Regions from separate parts of the Sus scrofa genome. Here region 2 is linked to region 1. Evidence: chromatin contacts called from public HiChIP or PLAC-seq data. All regions are on one chromosome and are shown on one strand. The core of a region is the stretch at or near the end of the contact, and the rest is flanking DNA. Distances in the headings are between cores, read along the strand shown. Region 1 holds the start of ASCC1 (activating signal cointegrator 1 complex subunit 1). Region 2 holds the start of DDIT4 (DNA-damage-inducible transcript 4).

Region 1 (2,700 bases), core at 78-2,577:
CCCCAAACTGTACATCACTTCACTGAGAGGCCAAGCTTCTAAACATCACTTAAAGAATCAATAATTCTGGAAAGAGGAGTTCCCTTCATTGCTCAGTGGTTAACAAACCCGACTAGGAATCATGAGGATGCGGGTTCCATCCCTGGCCTTGCTCAGTGGGTTAAGGATCCAACATTTCTGTGAGCTGTGGTATAGTTCCTGTGGGCTTAGATCCCCCACGTTGCTGTGGTTGTGGTGTAGGCTGGCAGCTACAGCTTCAATTCGACCCCTAGGCTGGGAAGTTCAACATGCCGTGGGTGCAGCCTGAAAAAAAGAAAAAAAAAATCTGGAAACAAAGATTCCTTATGGGCTAGCCATAGTTAAGCTCAACCAATGTTCCCACTATATGTGTTAGACGGTCATGAAGCCCAAAATAAGTTAGAGTTCCCCCTCAAAAAATCAATTCTCACTAAATACCCTAACGCTCAACCCAATCCCAGCAAGAAAATAGCTTTAATTGGTAATTTGCTTACAGAACCAAGTGGTGATTTCCTGTTGAGATTAGCAGTAAAATGAATAAAATAATAAGTAAAATAAACAGACTTGAATGTCAGAAGGGGTATAATTATCAAGTTTAATGACTTTACATCCTAGTGCCCTATTCCTCCAGGACCTTTCAAATAAATCTCTCCACAAAAGTAGATTTTAATGTTAAGGAAGGGCGCTGAGACTGAGCTCTGGGAAAGAGCGTTGTCTGAGATAGGAAGCTGTTCATCTGCCTTTCCTTGGGATACGAGTCTGCTCAGAAGGATGGCGGAATAACAAATTTAACCCTGCAGCGTGACGGTTTGGTAAGAGAGAGCAAAGCAGAAGGCCTGAAATGCCGTGCGTTAAGATAAAACCCTAAATGACAAAAGTGAGCAAGAAAAAATAAAACGAGTACTCCAAAGGTAGCGGAGAAATACGGACCCCACAGCAAAAAGAAAATCCGGGAACGAGGAGGAGAAGGACCCGGAAGTCCTCTCCGCCCCGGCCACGCCCACTACTGCAAGGGGCACGCGCACGCCGCTGCCGGTCCCTCCACGCGGGCGCGAGCACGGCGCCGCCCTTGTCGATGTTAACTCGGCCGCACCAGTCGGCCTTGGGGGCGGGGCTGTAGGGGAAAGTGCCAAAGCTGCTGAGGTAAGTGGCCGAGGGCTCAGGGACCCTCGAGAGCCTGGTGGAAAGGGACTTGATCTCTGGGATCCTACCTGCAGGGACTAGTAAAATGGAGAAAGTAGGAGGAGGAATGGGAGCCTGCCGCAGAGGGCGTGCAAGAGGAAATTTCCTTAGGCCGCGCCTGGCTAGTGCGCATGCGGGCCGAGGGCTGGCGCCTGCGCAGTGGAACGGCGCTGTTGGCGTAGCCCTCTGGGGACTCGATGGCGGGTCGGGGTGGGGGTGGGGGTGAGGCTGTGGCTGTGACTTGGAGGTAGCTTGAGAACCGTTGGCGTTCTGATCCCTCCTCTTGGCAGCCCATTTCTTTCCGCCCCACTTGTTTTTAGCTGCACATCTTTTTGAATGGTAATCCAGCTGTTTAAGTGAAACACAGCGGAATGAATGTTTTCTTGATGATGGAGTTTAATAATTGCTTCTAATAATTTGCCATTGTACCAGCGTACTTCCTTCAGTATCTTTATGATAGGACATTTTTAAAAGGAAAAGGTTCTTTCTAAGATAGGTATATATCTGCCAGGAAGGAAAGTAGTTTATGAATACGAGGTCATCCCCATCGTATATGAAGTAAATGTGTTGATTATCTCACCAATGTGAACACAGCCGTGCTGTATCTCCCCAGAGAGCATTGTTCTACTGCAAGGATCGCTACTGCTAATAGTTCCAGCTTTCCTGATAGCGTCAAATCCCAGGTTACCTCATCATCAGTATTTAAACATTTGTCAAAATTTTACAGAGCATCAACTTTGGGCATAGCAGCCAAGTGGGAGAAAGAGTTATGTAAATAGATCTGCAGAATGAGGAAGAAAAACAAAATGATAATGAACCAGTCCTCTTCATACCAATCTTCTCTAGCCCCTGGGTAACCTTTGCTGAGCTGCTCGCCCTGTGTTCTGTCATTTGTTCATTATTCAGGAGAAATTGTGATCCAGGTTCTGTGCTAGGCCTCCAGGGTAAAAAGATAACTCCTCCCCCTTTTCCTAAGAAAGGGGTTCTTCCTAAGATTATGAACCTTAAAAGTGTGAAGTGCATGTTAGTGTGAAGTGCATGTTCCCTCTTTCTGAGCAGGTTCTTTCCCCTCTAGGAGTGTGCTGACTATATGTCAAATGGAGGGAGTAATAACTTTTCCCTTGAGTGTGTTGAAACAATAAGTATGAAAAACCGGGATCTGGATAAAGCAGTGAGATCCTGCTGTATGGCACTGGGAACTATATCTAGTCACTTGTGATGAAGCATGATGGAAGATAATGTAAGAAAAAGAATGTATATATGTGTGCGTGACTGGGTCACTTTGCTGTACAGTAGGAAATTGACAGGACACTGTAAACCAACTTAATGGAAAAAATAAAAATCATTTAAAAAAACTGATCTGGCATAGGGAAAAAATGATTCAGGAAAAAATCATTAGTGATTTTGGATAACTAATATTAAGTGTTTACTGTACCTATAACTGTTCAAATTGCTTTAATTATATTAAGCTTCCTAACATGTCTGAGGTAGGCACTATCA
Region 2 (2,804 bases), core at 58-2,557, 35 kb after region 1:
TTCGGTCACGCGCAAGTCTGCCCCTAGGCGAGGCCTGCCAGTCTGATCTGGTTAGGCTCTGGCCCGCCCCGGGACGGGAGGGAGCATCTGATGTAAGCTGGGTTCTCTCTTCCATCAGAATCCTGTGTCCCAGATTGATGAACCTTTAAATAAATAAAGGTCGAATCCGTCCGAACCTCTTCCCACCGTCAGCAACCTCTGTCACTCTTTGAGCACCGCCGTCGGGCCTGATTTCTTGGGGCCCAGTGTGCATGACGAAATAGGGGATGGCGATTGCACTCCGGGGCTTTTCTGGAGACCTAGCTCCTCGGTCCTGACGCAACTCTCCAGGTCTTTTACACAAAGCGTTTGGTAGAGAGGGGCGCTAGGACCCGGCGGATGCCTGAGGCCTCTAAGCTGCAGCTGGCTGGGGAGGCACTGCTGCACCGCAGTCGGTCGGTAGGGCCGGCGGGTGGGTCAGTGTGTCCGTCTGATGTAGGTCCCAGTTCGCAGCTCCCGGACCAAGCGCCAGGAACTGGGGCCTATCAATATTCCTTCAACCACATTCCCCAAACCCTGTCTTTGAAGGCAGCTGGAGGGTGGGCGCTGACGCGGTTAGGAAACTAGGCTCACATCGGGGGCATGGACACCGCCCCCCCTCATTAATCCATCCTCTGGGTCTGTAGAGTAACGGGCAAGTAGGCAAGTGCGGCCGCCCAGAAAGGGAGCAGAGTGCTCTGAGCTGCTGTTTTGGGGCCCCACCCCCATATCCTGACCCCTGGTAAGGAAGGTTAGTGTGGGGTACTTGCGCGAGAGTGGGCTGGGTTAACGTCTGCTCCCCCGGGCATCCAGCCCTGCTCCTAGTTGTACCCATAGCTCGCAGGCTCCCACAAGCTGAGGGCAACCGTTTTCCTTGCCTGTTGCCCTCTCAAGTTCCCCTGCCTCTTCCCCCGCGCGGCCGCGGCCTAACCCCTCCCCCAGCAATACGACCCTATAATAAACAAGTCTTTCCTTGATCCTCCCCTGCCGCGAGCGCCCTCGGGGACCTTGGCAGCTGCAGCCGCCGCCGCCGCCGCCGCCGCCGCCGCCGCGGATCCCTTCCAGAAAGGGGGCGTGGCCGTGGCTCGGGGGTTCCGCCGAGAGCTTTCTGGGGCTCAACGGAGGCGGGGCCAGGCGGCTGTCACCGGGCAGGAGAGAACGTTGCGAACGTGCGCCCGGAGTCCATTGGCCGAGATGGGCCACACTCCCGGGTCTGGATTGGGCCGTGGCGCGGAAGGGGTGTGGCCTCCCCGCGCTAGTCCTTATAGGTCCCTCGGCGCTGGTGCTAGGGACCGAGGCAGGCCGAGGGGGAGGTGAGGCTGAGGAGAAGGGACAGGTCTGGGCAGAGCTCGGGGGTTGGCACCAGTTCGCGCACCCATTCAAGCGGTCAAGCGGCTGTACGCACTCGTCAGAGCAGTTCTCGCTAACTGCTCTAGCTGGTGAGTGTCCCTTCTGTGTGTGCGCGGATCGATGAGCAGGGAGGCCTCAGCCGCGGGGGTCGTAGCGCTCTGAGTCTGGTCCACCCCTCAGACTGACGCCGGGCCCGTGTCGCTCTTGTCTTACAGCGTCTTCTGCGCTCCAGCACCGGTGAGCTCATCTGCAAACGTCCTGGCGTCCGTCCTCACCATGCCTAACCTTTGGGATCGCTTCTCGTCGTCCTCCTCCTCTTCGTCTTCGTCCTTGTCCCGAACTCCCACCCCAAATCAGCCTCCGCGTTCAGCCTGGGGGTCAGCGGCCCGGGAAGAAGGGCTCGGTCGCTGCGCGAGCCTGGAGAGCTCGGACTGCGAGTCCTTGGACAGCAGCAACAGTGGCTTTGGGCCGGAGGAAGGTAAGCCGCCGCGGGCGAGGGCCGGACGCGACTCGAGGGGCGGGGAAGGTGAGAAAGGACCTCGCTGAAAAGAGTCAAAGCCACCTTGGCTTCGTAGGCCACCAGAATCCAGATCGCAGAGCGGGGACAGGCCAGAGGAGGGGGTTGAAGCATAGGGTATGATGAGTGTGCGGCAGAAACTGAGGCACGGAGGGGCAAGAGGAGTGCTGCTTTCTTAGCGAAACAGCACCTCCTCCTTTTGGAACTGCTCTTACCTTCCTTCCCTATGTGCTTTCCCTTCCAGACTCTGCATACCTGGATGGGGTGTCCCTGCCTGACTTCGAGCTGCTCAGCGACCCTGAGGATGAGCACCTGTGTGCCAGCCTGATGCAGCTGCTGCAGGAGAGCCTGGCCCAGGCGCGGCTGGGCTCGCGGCGCCCCGCGCGCCTGCTGATGCCCGGCCAGCTGGTGAGCCAGGTGGGCAAAGAACTGCTGCGCCTGGCCTATAGTGAGCCGTGCGGCCTGCGGGGGGCGCTGCTGGACGTCTGCGTAGAGCAGGGCAAGAGCTGCCACAGCGTGGGCCAGCTGGCCCTCGACCCCAGCCTTGTGCCCACCTTCCAGCTGACCCTCGTGCTGCGCCTGGACTCACGCCTCTGGCCTAAGATCCAGGGGCTGTTTAGCTCCGCCAACTCTCCCTTCGTCCCCGGCTTCAGCCAGTCCCTGACGCTGAGCACTGGCTTCCGAGTCATCAAGAAGAAGCTGTACAGCTCCGAGCAGCTGCTCATTGAAGAATGTTGAACTTGGGCCTGGGGGCCGACACTGCCCCCATGGCAGAGACAGTTGAACTTTTGGGGTGGACGTTGGCAGGCAGGAGCTGAGGGCCTGTTGCCTGTCGTTAGAAAACTGACAACAGCCACCTGAGGGGAGGAAGGCTGAGCTGGGGGGAACCTACTGTTTCCCTAGAAAGCTCAATGGGGCA

What was found. HiChIP or PLAC-seq counts read pairs in DNA pulled down with a chosen protein or histone mark.
Region 2: a contact with region 1 is called in an H3K27ac HiChIP or PLAC-seq map of skeletal muscle. The contact joins the promoter of DDIT4 here to the promoter of ASCC1 in region 1. A contact is called at or near these places in 1 of 5 promoter capture datasets (liver), 14 of 47 Hi-C or Micro-C datasets (alveolar macrophages, blood, brain and 7 more) and 2 of 2 datasets of contacts at active chromatin or transcription factors (alveolar macrophages and skeletal muscle).

Annotation. Positions count from the first base shown.
Region 1 is chr14:75,081,654-75,084,353 of Sscrofa11.1, forward strand. ASCC1 (activating signal cointegrator 1 complex subunit 1) reads right to left here and starts at 1,328. Exons shown (of 11, transcript NM_001244083.1): 1 at 1,230-1,328. ANAPC16 (anaphase promoting complex subunit 16) reads left to right here and starts at 1,020. Exons shown (of 4, transcript NM_001190225.1): 1 at 1,020-1,161.
Region 2 is chr14:75,116,401-75,119,204 of Sscrofa11.1, forward strand. DDIT4 (DNA-damage-inducible transcript 4) reads left to right here and starts at 1,308. Exons shown (of 3, transcript NM_001243452.1): 1 at 1,308-1,457; 2 at 1,584-1,846; 3 at 2,130-2,804. The coding sequence starts at 1,645. The coding sequence ends at 2,623.